Regions from separate parts of the Pan troglodytes genome. Here all the other regions are linked to region 4. The links are chromatin contacts, called in public Hi-C maps. All regions are on one chromosome and are shown on one strand. Each heading gives the region's core, a stretch centred on a gene start, on an enhancer-like site or on the middle of the called end of the contact. The rest is flanking DNA. Distances are from core to core; before and after follow the strand shown. Region 1 overlaps MSI2 (musashi RNA binding protein 2). Region 2 overlaps MSI2 (musashi RNA binding protein 2). Region 3 overlaps MSI2 (musashi RNA binding protein 2). Region 4 holds the start of MSI2 (musashi RNA binding protein 2).

Evidence for each region. Hi-C and Micro-C count contacts between places; a contact is called where the count stands out from the background.
Region 1: a Hi-C map of stem cell-derived neural progenitor cells shows a contact between it and region 4, with 2.5 times the contacts expected there. The contact joins the enhancer-like site here to the promoter of MSI2 in region 4. A contact is called at or near these places in 1 of 7 Hi-C or Micro-C datasets (stem cell-derived neural progenitor cells), 1 of 1 datasets of contacts at active chromatin or transcription factors (stem cell-derived excitatory neurons) and 1 of 1 other capture datasets (stem cell-derived neural stem cells).
Region 2: a contact with region 4 is called in a Hi-C map of stem cell-derived neural progenitor cells, with 2.0 times the contacts expected there. The contact joins the enhancer-like site here to the promoter of MSI2 in region 4. A contact is called at or near these places in 1 of 7 Hi-C or Micro-C datasets (stem cell-derived neural progenitor cells) and 1 of 1 datasets of contacts at active chromatin or transcription factors (stem cell-derived excitatory neurons).
Region 3: a contact with region 4 is called in a Hi-C map of stem cell-derived neural progenitor cells, with 2.9 times the contacts expected there. The contact joins the enhancer-like site here to the promoter of MSI2 in region 4. A contact is called at or near these places in 3 of 7 Hi-C or Micro-C datasets (blood, a lymphoblastoid cell line and stem cell-derived neural progenitor cells) and 1 of 1 datasets of contacts at active chromatin or transcription factors (stem cell-derived excitatory neurons).

The regions. Positions count from the first base shown.
Region 1 is chr19:70,715,727-70,718,719 of NHGRI_mPanTro3-v2.0_pri, forward strand. MSI2 (musashi RNA binding protein 2) reads left to right here. Exons shown (of 14, transcript XM_063799024.1): 8 at 2,009-2,091. Among named protein-coding and RNA genes, the nearest start is that of CCDC182, 150 kb to the right of the region's middle. Within about 2 kb of position 1,360, at least 3 of the 24 cell types and tissues checked have an H3K27ac peak or open chromatin away from gene starts, as enhancers often do. A contact at or near this core is called in stem cell-derived neural progenitor cells and stem cell-derived neural stem cells, where this site is marked.
Region 2 is chr19:70,673,467-70,676,802 of NHGRI_mPanTro3-v2.0_pri, forward strand. All of the region lies in intron 7 of MSI2 (musashi RNA binding protein 2), which reads left to right. Among named protein-coding and RNA genes, the nearest start is that of CCDC182, 190 kb to the right of the region's middle. Within about 2 kb of position 1,570, at least 4 of the 24 cell types and tissues checked have an H3K27ac peak or open chromatin away from gene starts, as enhancers often do. A contact at or near this core is called in stem cell-derived neural progenitor cells, where this site is marked.
Region 3 is chr19:70,791,483-70,794,595 of NHGRI_mPanTro3-v2.0_pri, forward strand. The region is part of intron 11 of MSI2 (musashi RNA binding protein 2); the gene reads left to right. Among named protein-coding and RNA genes, the nearest start is that of CCDC182, 73 kb to the right of the region's middle. Within about 2 kb of position 1,384, at least 8 of the 24 cell types and tissues checked have an H3K27ac peak or open chromatin away from gene starts, as enhancers often do. A contact at or near this core is called in stem cell-derived neural progenitor cells, where this site is marked.
Region 4 is chr19:70,375,777-70,379,148 of NHGRI_mPanTro3-v2.0_pri, forward strand. MSI2 (musashi RNA binding protein 2) reads left to right here and starts at 1,482. Exons shown (of 14, transcript XM_063799024.1): 1 at 1,482-1,806; 2 at 2,100-2,140; 3 at 2,465-2,546; 4 at 3,269-3,353. The coding sequence starts at 1,745. It overlaps LOC134808890 (a long non-coding RNA gene), which reads right to left and starts at 1,190. Exons shown (of 3, transcript XR_010153020.1): 1 at 804-1,190; 2 at 1-43.

The sequences.
Region 1 (2,993 bases), core at 110-2,609, 340 kb after region 4:
CCCCTCCAGCAGACACTCATGTCCACTTTATGGTACATCTGATGCTGCCTTATGTATCTACAACAGGCTGGACCGTGTATGCTGGGAGCACTGGCCCAGTATTTGGTGGGTGGTGGTAGCAAATGACATGATAAAGATCACGATTGCTGTGTTTCGTGGTCCTAGCCCTCTGTTTTACTGGAAATGGTTTGAGAGCAGATAGTAGCCTTTTTTATTCTCATACCGAAGAATCTGCTAGTCCCTGCAGGAGCTATGCTAAAGGAGCTCCACATATCAGCTCCCTGTTTCCTGGTGTTCCTTAGAAGATGGTGATGTTAGAGTTGGATGCATGAGAGTCAGAAGGGACCTGAGAAATTCCCTCTCCGTCTTGTGTTGCAGGGACCCAAAATAGACACAGAGTTTGAAAAGGAAGCATCTGTATTTTGCTCATTGACTGGAAACACAATTATCATAATATAATTTTGATAGAACAGCCATTCAGTTTTTGTCTTCCTGCTTGGTGTGTCTGGCTTAGTGTTCAGCCAGGTTCATACCTTTGGGGAGAAGAGTGTCTTAGCTGGGGCGGCTATAATGAAGTACCATGGTCTAAGAAAAACGGTTTATTTCTCACAGTTCTGGAAGCTGGCAGTTAAGAGCAGGGTGCCAGCATGGTCATTTCTGGGAGGGCCCCCCTTCCTGTGTACAGACAGCTGCCTTCCTATTGCATCCTCACATGGTAGAGAGAAAAAACAAGCTTTCTAGTGTCTTTCTGTAAGGGCACTAATTCCATTTATGAGGGCCCCATCCTCACGAACTCATCACCTCCCAGAGGCCTGAACTCTTAATACCATCACATTGGGAGTTTGGATTTCAACATGAATCTGGGTGGGGGGTCGGGGGGCAGCAAGGGGCAGCCACAAACATTCAGATGGCAGCAGACAGCCTTGTGAATCCTGATTTGGGTTGTGACAGGAGGTGTGAAACCCAGGGTCCAGTTCTACCACCTTCATTTGCAGATGCAAAAGTTGAGGCTCAGAGAGGGGAAGGGGCTCCCCCAGATTAAACATAAAGTAGATGCACAGTGAGAAGTGGAAGCCAGGTCTCAGTCTCCCCATCAGTGTGTCTGCCCCCATGGCCTGTGCTCCCTCGCCATGTTAACGCTACCATGTGGCAGCTGCATCCCATCCAAGGAGGGTGCAACCCTGCATGGGGCCATGTGGTAAAGCAGCACTTACTGAGTGGGGTCACAGATGGGGCCACATGCTGGAAACGCTGTCGGAGGCGGGAGGAGAAGAAAGAAAGGGGCAGGAGGGTAGGAGAGGAACTGAGGATACTGAGCAGCAGTCGCCTGCCAAAATTCTTCAGTGCAGCTTGTCTAGCAAAGCCGGTCTCCAGCAGAGTAAATACAGTGGATAGCTGACGGGCTGACAGCAGGCATCAAACAGTCTTAAACTGCCCCAAATCCAGAGCGCTTTTGAAGCAGCAGTATAAAAAGGATGCCTGCGCGGAACAGAGGCCTGAAACTTTTAATAGTTTCTTCCAGGCCTCAGGATGTCCTGATGAGGTATTAGAGGAAGTAATTCAGGAAGAAAAGGACAAATAACCACCTCCGTCTGGAGGCCGACCCGAGGGCTGGCCAGGGCTGCTCGCGGAAAGGGCAAGCGTGGCCCCGCAGTGATCCACGAGGCTCTGGTTAGCCCACCCGCCTGCTGCCGTGCACAGAGCCGCGGGGCCCTGACCCTTGTAAATAACAGACAAGTAAATTTCTTGTTTGCTTCGGGGCAAATGTAAACCACACAGTGCCCGCTGCATGTGGGTGAAATCATTAACTTTTCCTCGCTGTCGGAAGGGTGCTCAGTACAAATTAGAAATCATTGCCTCCAACCTCAAGGTCCTCCCAAGGATCCGCCTACCTACCCCCAGACCAGGAGGCTGTCAAGACCTCAGGACGTCAGAGAAAAACCTGGGCCTGCCAGAACTGAACTCACCCCGCCTCTCTTTGTTTTTTCTTCTCTCTCTTTTCCTTTAGGGTTTGGCTTTGTCACTTTTGAGAATGAAGATGTTGTGGAGAAAGTCTGTGAGATTCATTTCCATGAAATCAATAATAAAATGGTAAGTGTGTAGGGGTTGCGCTGAAATGGAATGCCCCCTTTCTCTACGTACACACCCAGTCTTGCAGACTGCTCCAGCCCATCATCAGGCTGGAGTGGGCAGGGGTGGGGAGGGGGCTAGATGCTCGGGGTCCAGGCCTGTGAACAGTAGCAGTTGTTTCATACTGAGGTGGACAAACTCTGTAAAGGGCCAAGTCGTGAATATTTTCATCTTTGCAGGCCATAAAGCTGACTGCAACTACCCAGTTCTGCTGGGTAGCGTCCATAGGCAATGCATACCTGAAGGAGTGGGGCTGTGTTTCAATAAAGCTTTGTTTATGGACACCAAAATTTGAACCTTATGTAATTTTCACAGATCACAAAATATTAACTTTTTAACCACTTAAAATGTAAAAACCAGGCCAAGCATGGTGGCTCACGCCTATAACCTCTGCACTTTAGAAGGCCAAGGCAGGAAAATCACTTGAGGCCAGGAGTTCGAGATGAGCCTGGGAAACATAGCCGGACCTCATCTCTTAAAAAAAAAAAAAAAAAAAAAAAAAAAAAAAAAAATTAGCTGGGTGCAGTGCACCTGTACCCCACCTACTCAGGAGGCTGAGGTGGGAGGATCACCTGACCCCAGGAGGTTGAGGCTGCAGTGAGCCATGATCACGCCACTGTACTCCAGCCTGGGCAACAAAGTGAAACCCTGTCTCAAAAAAAATAAAAATAAAATAAAATGTAAAAACCGTTCTCAATTCTTGGACTTTACATAAACAGGCAGAAGGGCGGGATTTGACCTATGAGTCGTAACTTGCTGGCACCTGGCTTAGGATATTCTTTTGCTGTGCAGCTTTTGAGAGGTATATCCTAGATAGGAAGTTTACTGCACCAAACTATTTTTCTCTTTGGGTCCTGCTGGAA
Region 2 (3,336 bases), core at 320-2,819, 300 kb after region 4:
CCTCCATCCCCGGAGGTCTTGGCTCATGGGCTTTCTTGATCTCTGAGTGTCTTTTTTAATCCCTATTGCCCAGCAACGGCTTCCTTGGTTAGAGACAGTCTGGCAAGTTTCCTCTGGTTCAAACTTACGTTTGAAGTTTTTCCACAACCAGAAGGTGATTATCTGGCTTCTGAGCTTCACCCAACCCTCTCTGAGCCCCAACATGGGGGAACATTGGTCTCTTCTTTCTGTGACTGGTCATCTTTTACAGCTTTGATTCATGCTCTTAGTTTCCAGTTTTATATGTGCTTAAGCATTATAAGACACCTCAGTATTTTTAGGAAATAAGTGGGGACGTAAATATAAACAGCCCGGAAATCACTGCCCCTAGAATTCACAGAGTGGAAGAACCAAGCTTTTTAGGGCTGATGTGGTGTGGGCTGGGAGACTTCTCTTTTGAGAGGCTGATACTGGTCTTTGAATGAACTCTTTACCCCACCAAAAGTAGAAAAAGGATTCCAGTGACTTCAGAAATTTTTGTTGTTGTTTTGAGAATGTTGGCACCACTGGGAATAATGAGAGACGCCTGGCCTATTCAAAAGTGGCATCAGAAACCTCAGTGTTGGAAATGCAGCCTTTGGTTGTCCATCCCCGCAGCTAGAGCATGAGCGCCCCAAGGCCAGACTCGAGGGCTCAGCGCTTCAGTTGAGTAGTCCTGATTGAACTAGGCTCACGGGCACAGAGCACTGGACTGGGGACCATGGTGGATGCCAAGGCTCGACCAGTGCAAAATCACCCCAAACTGAAAGCTGTTTGGGAAGGCAGAATGAATGTATCATCTTTCACTCGGCAATTTTTCAAAATTCAGCCACAGGTCTTCCTGGACCCCTAGCCAGGTTTTGATTTTCTAGGCTGGGATGAAAGATGAAAGAGACGTTTATTTGGTGGGAGGGGGACTGGGACATTGAACTGCTTTTAAATGATGTTAAGAATCCCATTCTTCTCCCTGCTTTCCCACTTCTGCCCTGGTGTTGACTTTGAAAAACCTTCCAAGACAGGCTGAGGCTAAGGAGATGGGGGAGCTTTCCTGAGCAGCTTTCTGAGGTCCGTTTTTTTTCTTTTGAAATAGACTGGAAATCTGTCTCGACTCTGAATCATCCTTCGATTCTCATCGCGGAGGGGCAGAGAGGAGGGTGCACGGGCAGCCCAGCTCATGTGCCTTTGTGGCCATCCCTCCTCCTGGCCAAGAGATAACCGGTTGTTTTTGAAAGTCCTGTGTTTATCGCGAGAGAGCAGTGTGGTCAGAGAGGCGGTGAGGAAAGAGCCGGCAGCCCTTCTGTGATGGATGGGTAGCCGACTTTTCTTGTGAAGCAAAGGCAGCCCACAAGTTTGTCTCTTTCAAGAGAAGAAATTTAAAGCAAAGCTCCAGAGAGATAAGTTTTTTGAGTCTGGTCCTTCATGTAGGCTTAACAATTCTAGGAGGGCCCTGAAAATGGCAGAGACCTCAATTCTCCCCTCCCTCCCTGCCCCTTTATGGGCTCCCTAACTAGAGAGGTTTGCAAAGCTTAAGGGGATTAATGCTCTTTAAACCTCTGCACTGCTTCCTGCTCCTCATGGGATCCGGGTGCTAATAAAGATGTACCAGCTTGGAAAGGCTGGTAAACGCTGCTTTGTTGCCACGGCAACAGGCGAAACAAGAACGACACCAAGTATTGCTAAGAAGAGTCCTTAGGATCAAGAGTTTGGGGCGGGGGAGGGGGAATGGTTCTTAAAAATGCAGAGAGTCTTGGCAAGGTAATTAGACTTGGTGCTCTCAAAGTAAATTCATAGTTTTATGGAGCATTACTAGAGAGCCTTGTTACTTGCAAAGTCACCCTCCATCAAGTAGAAGGAACAGCTAAGAGCCGCCAGCATCTGCCGCCAGTTGCTCCAGTGAGGCTGGGGTGTTGCGTCCTGAGACACCATCCCCCCTCTCCTCCTCAGCAAGTAGTCAATGTGTGCACCCGCGCTTGTTTGGGAAGCGTTAAAAAGCTCTATTTCCTGCCTCCTTGGTGTTGAAAGATACGAGGGAATGTTCTACACCTGCCTTCTATCCGGGATGATGTTATTGTTTTTAACAAGGATGATAAGACAGTAGCTAAGCACTCCGTAAGCCTGTGTACTGGGCTGAGCAATTCCTTTGCTTTATCTCATTTCACCTTCAGGCTGACCCTGTGTGGTGTAGCTGTTATTATGCCTGTTTTTTCTGATGAAGAAACAGAAGGGTTAAGGAACTTGCCCATGGACGCACAGCCAATGACAGAGCTAGGGTCTGAACAGGTGTGGCTATAAAGCCTGGGCTTTGGCCCGTGGGCCATATCTTTACAGACTCACAACCATCCCTTCCTGCTGCTCGAATTTTCATTCTTGAGGCATGAGCAGCGCCTGCAGCCCCTGCTGGGATGTTTTGCTCAAACCTGCTGAGACTTCCAAGGGAGCCTGGGACTCTGCTCTCCTACTCCTTTCCTCCCTTGTGTTTGGGCACTCGGCTGAGCTCCTTGGAAAGATTTCTGCTTCCTGTGGGTGAGAAGTAGGGCAGTGTGAGGAGGCAGGGCTGCTAGGCTAAGATCCCAGGCTGCCCCACTGACCCATGTCCCTTCCTGGGTAATGGTGCCCAGTTGCTCAAGCCATACCTGAGGCTTCAGCCCGGGCCCCATCTCCCACACATCTAGCCAGCCTCCGCACCGCCAGCTCTGAGTCGCCCTGTCCTCTGCACCCACCGCCATGCTCTGTTTCAGGCACCTATCCCATCTGTCCCTGGCAGAGCAGCAACTCTCCGGGGACTCCTGCCTCCAGGCCTGTGACCCATTTAGAGGGATCTTTCAGAAATGTGATTCTGGTCGTGCCAAGTTTAGTGGCTGCCTGCTCAGGCGCCTCAGTGTGGCGTCCAGGGTAGGCGTGATGGAGCCTACCTCTCCATTCCCTGTCCGCCGGGGTTCCCTGCTCAGCGCAGCAGGGACCCCAGCAGCTCCTCAACCAGCCAGGTTCCCTGTCAACTTTTGCACATATTAACCCCTACCCACCTTTCCTTTGACAAACTCCTGAGGGTCCTCAGATGGGTGCCCCTTCCTCCCTCCTGAACCCCCTGAGCATGCCTCCATCATTATTTCCCTACACTGACTCCCCCAGTTACTATGAGGATCTTAACTGCAGGAGACCATATTCTGTTCCTCTTGGTGTCCCCAGTACCTGGGACATAATAGGTACTTGGTATATGCTTATTAACCAGAAGAGTGATGGTGTTTATCCTCACCAGGTTGCTATGGCAACAGATGCTGCAGCCCCTCGAGGCCAAGTGACTTGAGACCTTGGAGGTCC
Region 3 (3,113 bases), core at 134-2,633, 420 kb after region 4:
ATTAAATGCACCAAATGGATAAATTGGGTTTTTTGTCAATCACCTCCTGATTCATATGGCAAGTGAATTGCATTTTCCTATGTCAGATTTTCCTAAATCTGCATGTGGTACCTGCCTTATTGGCCTCTGCATACATAACTATTTCAGAAATAGGGTGTATTTGTTTTAAACTTGACAAGTTACAGAGCTCTGTCTCTTTTTCATTCTTGAAGCAGTCCCATGAGTCAGATTGAATAAGGAAAGCATCACTCACTTGCTACAGATGAGGACTTGGGCTTGTGAGTGGCTTCTTAGCCCAAGGCACCTGACTGTAAGAGCAGAGCTGGGGTCACAGTCAGGTCTTCTGCCTCTGAGTCCAGTACTCCCTTTCTTTACATCATTGCTGCCTCTCTGTGGGTGCCACCTTGACTGGGAAAGCCCAGAGGATATTGGAGAGTGAGGATGAGGGGCAAAGAGGAACCTGCCATGGATGCTGCTGATGAAATGAACCTGTTCACCGCAATGAGCCCCCAAACTGCCATCCTAGAGCAGGGCTTGTCCCAAGCCACTTAACGCTCATAGCTCCTGCTGCAAAAATGCCAAGGTGTTTGCAAGACGTTGTCCTCTTCTGGGACAGGAGTCATAATATCCAATTTATAAACCTCAGCACTGTTTATTTATTCAACAAAGTGTGCTCCCTGCCCCCGCCCCCTCACACGCACACCCTAGCTGAGCAGTAGACAAGGTGCCCTTGCCCACTAAGAGCCGTGTCCCATCCTCTCTTCCCAAGCTGATCCTGGTATATGGGACCAATTCTGGCCCCCCAAAATAAGTCTCCGTGCCTGGGGAAAGGCACCGTTCGCTTAGAAGGATCACTGAGAATTGACTGGAGAATGACTTCCACAGAAAGCACCCTCAGGTGAGAGATTTGGCTTCATGCCTTCCCCCACCCCCCAACCCCACTCCCCACCTCTCCTCTTAGAGGGAGACGGGTTCTCAAATGACCCCCTTTCCTGCGTAGCCAGCCAGTGTTCAGTTTGTGGAGTTACGCTGAGTTTGCAAAAGAAGAAAATTGTTTTGTCCCTAATGCCTTCCCACTGTCAGACAGCAGGAACAGCTACTGACAAGTTTATGTGCCAAGTGGCAGTCCCCATTCTCTCCTAAGCAGCCAGAGCCGTTGCTTTTTATGAGTCTTCTCAAAGATGCATGGGTTTCCAGATGGCTCGTTCGGGGACTTTAACATGCTTTCTGGAGCCTGGGTCTTCTGCTCACAGAGACAGACAGAGAGAAGTGTCGACTGTGGAAAATAGAGGCTCCTCTCTTCCATGCGCCCAGCCTTCAGGGATGCGGGTTCCACTGCCCAGAAGCCTAGCTAGAGGCGGGACCAGCCAGAACTGGGTGCTTATTGCCTGCTGGCTGCGCCCTCTAGTGGGGACCCAGCAGCCCTGTCTTTCACCCCTGGCTGGGGGACATCTGCAAGGTGACTTTGAGCTGAGGCTCCGGCATCGTGATGAGCAAGTGCATAATACAACGGGACTTGGGATTTGAAAGCTGCATTCTAATACAGTGTCTTCTCCACGGTGATTTTAGTGTCATTTGATGGAGGAGGACTGAGCAAGGAGGGGTAATATAGACCTAACATGAGCTGCTTATTGTGAAATTCCCTTCAGGCCGACTCAGAAACCACAGGCCTCCCCACACACAGGAATGGGAGCGGTTGCCAAGGATGGGCATAATACCAACAGCCCTTTTGTCTTCTAACTAAGCCTGCAGAAGGGGGCATTTCTGAACAGCACCGTTCTGTGGGCATGCTATATCCTGTCTCCGAGGCTGCTTCTGCTGGCTAGATTAGTCTCTAGGTGGCTCTCCTGCTGGAAGAAACGGAAACCTAAACCTGCCTCTCCCCACCCATTAGTTAGGTGGGCCTGCCCAACACCTTCCTGAGTTCACATCCGGCCAGACAAGAAAGAAGCCAAAAAACTTTCTTTCCGTCTACCACTGCGCCTCCTCATGCCCACCCCATCCTATTAGCCTAAAATGGAACAGGCTAATTAGTTTATTTGTATAGGGAGGGGTTTCAGCTGCCTGGACAAAACCAGGAGTCCACTGTCCAAGCTTCTTCTGTTTTCCTGAGCTCAGAAGAAAAAAGTGTGTTAGACTAAGATAATACCACCTTTTGAATATCTCGGCTTCATATTTGCCTCCATGAGTGAGAGGGCCAAGTATTATCTGCAAGTTGAATCTTCTGTATTCAAAAATCTCCATCTCTTTTGTCTGCCAGCGCATTCCCAGATCAGCCGTTCACTTGCTCTAAGCCTCTATAATTTATTTTTTTCTTTTCTCTTTAACCTGCTCTTTCCATTGGCCAGTTTATTCATTTCTCAGCTACAGCTTCAGAGGGGCTCACCTTCGGGCTTCCCGCCCCAAGGGCATCTGGAGGCTTCAGTTCTGTTTTCTCTGCTGAGTCAGGAGCCAGGCCCAGCTTGATTTGGTCTCCCGTGTATCTTTGTGTCTCTGTCTCAGTCTCCTGCCAGTGTGCCTTGGGTGCCTCATCAATCTCTTCCCATCCCTGTGACAACTGGGTGAAAATCAATCCACTTCTGGCTCTTCCAGGCCCACCAGAACTGAGGGCCTCAAATCACAGGCCCCTGGGCAAGGGAGGGGCCAAAGCCAGGAGTGACCCCACCTGCATCGATGTTCTTTGCCTCTGCCATTGAAGGCAACTGGTCATAGGGCAGAGGGGGAGAAGCCAAGGGAGGCAGAAGGGAGAAGTGATTGTTGCAAGGAGCAGCCCTCTGGAGCCAAAGATGTGAAAGTGTGACTCTCAGAATGTCTGGTTCTTTAAGACGGGTTAGCCATAGCCCAAAGGTAGCCAGCCCAGACTCACCTTGAGGCTTAAAAATCAGTAAGAACTTCCTTTAACAATTAAAAAAATATTGTTTTCCATTTTGGAAAAGAAAATAAAGTTTAAACTACTAAGGAGAAATAAAGGTGAGACAAAATTAACCTGGTTAACTGGTTGACAGGCTGCGGCCCTCATTAGGGTCAGAATGATGGGATTGGGGGTGCCGAGGCAGTGTCACCTTCTGCTGCCCCCCGATCTGCAACCCCACCACTCTCTGGATTTGTGCGTG
Region 4 (3,372 bases), core at 232-2,731:
TGGTTCAGTTTTGGTGTTGAGTGTATTCCTGTGTCTCCTAATCCTATGAAAATTAATGGAAAAGTGTTAATTGGGCATCAATTCATGCTTAACATTAATCTCAGTATTTGATGAACCACAACTTTATGTTGCCCCTCATGCCGTATTAACTCAGTTTATTGCAACAATTTAAAACGATACAGATTTAAAACAATATGGGTAATTGTATCCGTATTGTTTCAAATGCCCCATAAATTGAAACCAGCCCGAATTTGGGCAGTCTGGAATCTGCCGGAGAAACTTTCATGCGATGCCTTTGGAAGGCTACAGACATCGTCTTTTTGGAGTTTTCAGTGCATGAAGGTATGCAACCGCATTTATTAAGCACCTACTGTATGCCAGAACCCATGCTGCACAATACTACTGCTGCTAAGGTGGGAGTGATTCTGAAGCCTTCTGCCACCCTGGCTACCTCTGCAGGTCGTGAGGGGTCTTGGGCTATTTCAGTATCATGCACTTTACTATCCTGGCATACAAAGGCTGGGTGAGAAATAAAATATATAACGAACGGATTACACAGGGGTTTCCTGAAATAACCACCCTTCCCATCCATCCCAGAGACACCCCAAAAGTACTTCTCGTTATATACAAACATTTGCTTTGAACCTCAATCATGTGACCTTGACTCCTATAACCTATCTTATTACATTTTTAAAACACTGTATGATTAACGCGGAAACCCTTTCTTCGGCACTTTCTCGCCACTGGAATCGCGTCAGTTTCTCAAAGTTCCAAAATAACCTTTCCCGGGCACGGATTGGTACCTCTACTGGGGAAGGGCGGGGAACCGCGCAAGACGTGCCGGTGTGGAGCGAGAGCCAGAGAGAACTTCCAGCGCAAAAGGAAAATAAAACTTGTGGCTGGTGTTTGTGCAGGAGGGTCTCCGCCATCCGGAAGCCCCCCGATCCTGGGGCGTCTCGGGGGCCGCCAAAGGAGCGCCAGGGTGTGGGTTTGCTCCCGACGTCCTTGACCTAAATTTCTGAGCGGTGGCTGGAAACAGGGCACAGCGGAGGGCGGGCGGCTGGTGCCATCCCCGGATCTCGGCGGCAGGGGCCGGCAAACTTGAACGGAGAGGGCGAACTAGAGAGGGTGGGGGGCGTCTTCTCCCAGGTCCGGGTGAGGAGCCGCAGCAAGCTCCCCGCGCCTCCCCTCCCCCGATCCACCCGCCCCCCGCAGCCCATGTGATCCAGGGAAGTCGGGGTGCGCTCCCCCTCGCCCTGCGCCCTGCCGGCCGGGAGGCGGGGTCCCCTCCGCCCGCGGGGTTCGCGCGCCACCCTTGTGGGTCCGGCCGTGGGGGGCCGAGTGTGCGCGCGCGGGCAGGCGGGGGCCGCACGGGGGTGCGTGACGTCACCGGCATTGGTTACACGACGTTCTAGAACTCCGCCCCACGTGCGCCGGGGAGGAGGGGGAGGAGGAGGAGGAGATGGGGGTGGGGAGGAGGAGGGGGAGAGGTGGGGATGGGCCGGGGGGGCGGGGACGGGGGGTGTGCGAGGCAGCGGGGCTGAGCTAAGCCGAGCCCACGTGTGACGGCTCTCGCCGCTGCCCCGGCTCCGCCGCTCGCAGAGAGATTCGGAGGAGCCCGGGCGGGGGGGAGGAGGAGGGGGAGGAGGGAGCGGAGATCTCGGGGCTCGGAGCCGGCCGCCGCTCCGCTCCGATCGCTGTGGGGCTCGGTTTTTTGGGGGTGGGGGGGCGGGGGGGCTCAGATATGGAGGCAAATGGGAGCCAAGGCACCTCGGGCAGCGCCAACGACTCCCAGCACGACCCCGGGTAAGTTTCCAGCCGCTGCCCACCGCGCCGCCTTGGGCTCGCTCTCCTTGCAGCGGCGGGGACGGCGGTGCGCGGAGCCGGGCATCTCCCGCGCCCCCCCGCCTCTCCCGCGCGCCCCCCCCGTGGAAGTTACACACCTTTGGATTGCATTTCGCCGTCACCTTCTCCCCCACCCCACCTCCCGGCTCTCGCTCGCTCGCTCCCCCCCGCTTTCCTTTTAGCTTTTGTAAGTTACACGTCAAAATGGCCGATCTGACATCGGTGCTCACTTCTGTTATGTTTTCTCCCTCTAGTAAAATGTTTATCGGTGGACTGAGCTGGCAGACCTCACCAGGTAAGGGAGGGAGGGGGGGACGCCTGGGTCCCCCCCTTCTTGGCTTCTTTATTGCTCTTTGTTATCCCGGTGTAGGAGCCCCCCCCCCGCCATTGGCTCCCCACTTCTCCTGTGCAAGGTTATTTTTTTTAAATAGCAAATCCTTTCTGAGCCCTCTATGCGACCTCTGTTGCCGAATTTCCCCCGCGTGTGCAAAAAATGCAAAAACAAAACAGAATAACAACAGAAAACTACTTTTGGATTTTGTCCTTGATCAAAATTTGCATTGCTTTTTTTTCCCCACACCTTCTCTCCCCCCCCATCTCTCTCTTTCTCTCTCTACAGATAGCCTTAGAGACTATTTTAGCAAATTTGGAGAAATTAGAGAATGTATGGTCATGAGAGATCCCACTACGAAACGCTCCAGGTAAACCATTCCCTTCTGGATTTTGTCTTTATTTTAGAACAAAGTTTAAGTTTTATTTTTGGAGGTGTCTTCGGAAGTAGCTAAGCGGATTAGAATGGGGCTCAGGCGCGTGGCTGATCTCGAACGGCGCTCTATACCACCCCCACCGCCCCCTAGTAACCCCAGAGGTTATTGTTAATTGGAGCTGAACTCTGGATACAGAGATACCCATCTCTCTGCTTTAAGTCATTTTCCCGTCGCTTCTTTTTCTCTGTTTAAAATGACATTCAGCTTCATTTACTTTCGCATAGTTTTTTTTTTTTCTTTTGATCTTAATGTGTGTTTCCCCCACACTCCCAGCTCCCCAAACTCTTAAGATCCCTCTTGGAAAGATGGTGGTAAATCTCTTCTGAGTGCCGGGCTTTCTTCGGAATAAAACAAAGCGTTAAGAAAGGGAAGGGGAGGAGGAGAGGAAACTGAGGTGGCCAAAGAGTGGAGGCACCAGCATTTTCCAAGTTACCTCCACCCTCCCTGCCCCCGTTCCACTTCCCCCGTTAACCTTGATGTTTTTTCTTGCGAGGTGGAGGGCTGTAGGCAGGAGGGGAATTGGAGGAGGGGAGTGGGAGGTGAGGGTGCGTGGGGGACAACTTTTGCTCCTCATTCAGCCTTAGGTCTCACTCCTGGTTGCTTTCAATGGTGTCACATTTTCTTGTTTGTTTTTCTCCCTCTTTGTCTCCTTTCAGAGGCTTCGGTTTCGTCACGTTCGCAGACCCAGCAAGTGTAGATAAAGTATTAGGTCAGCCCCACCATGAGTTAGATTCCAAGACGGTAGGTTGCTTTTTGTTGT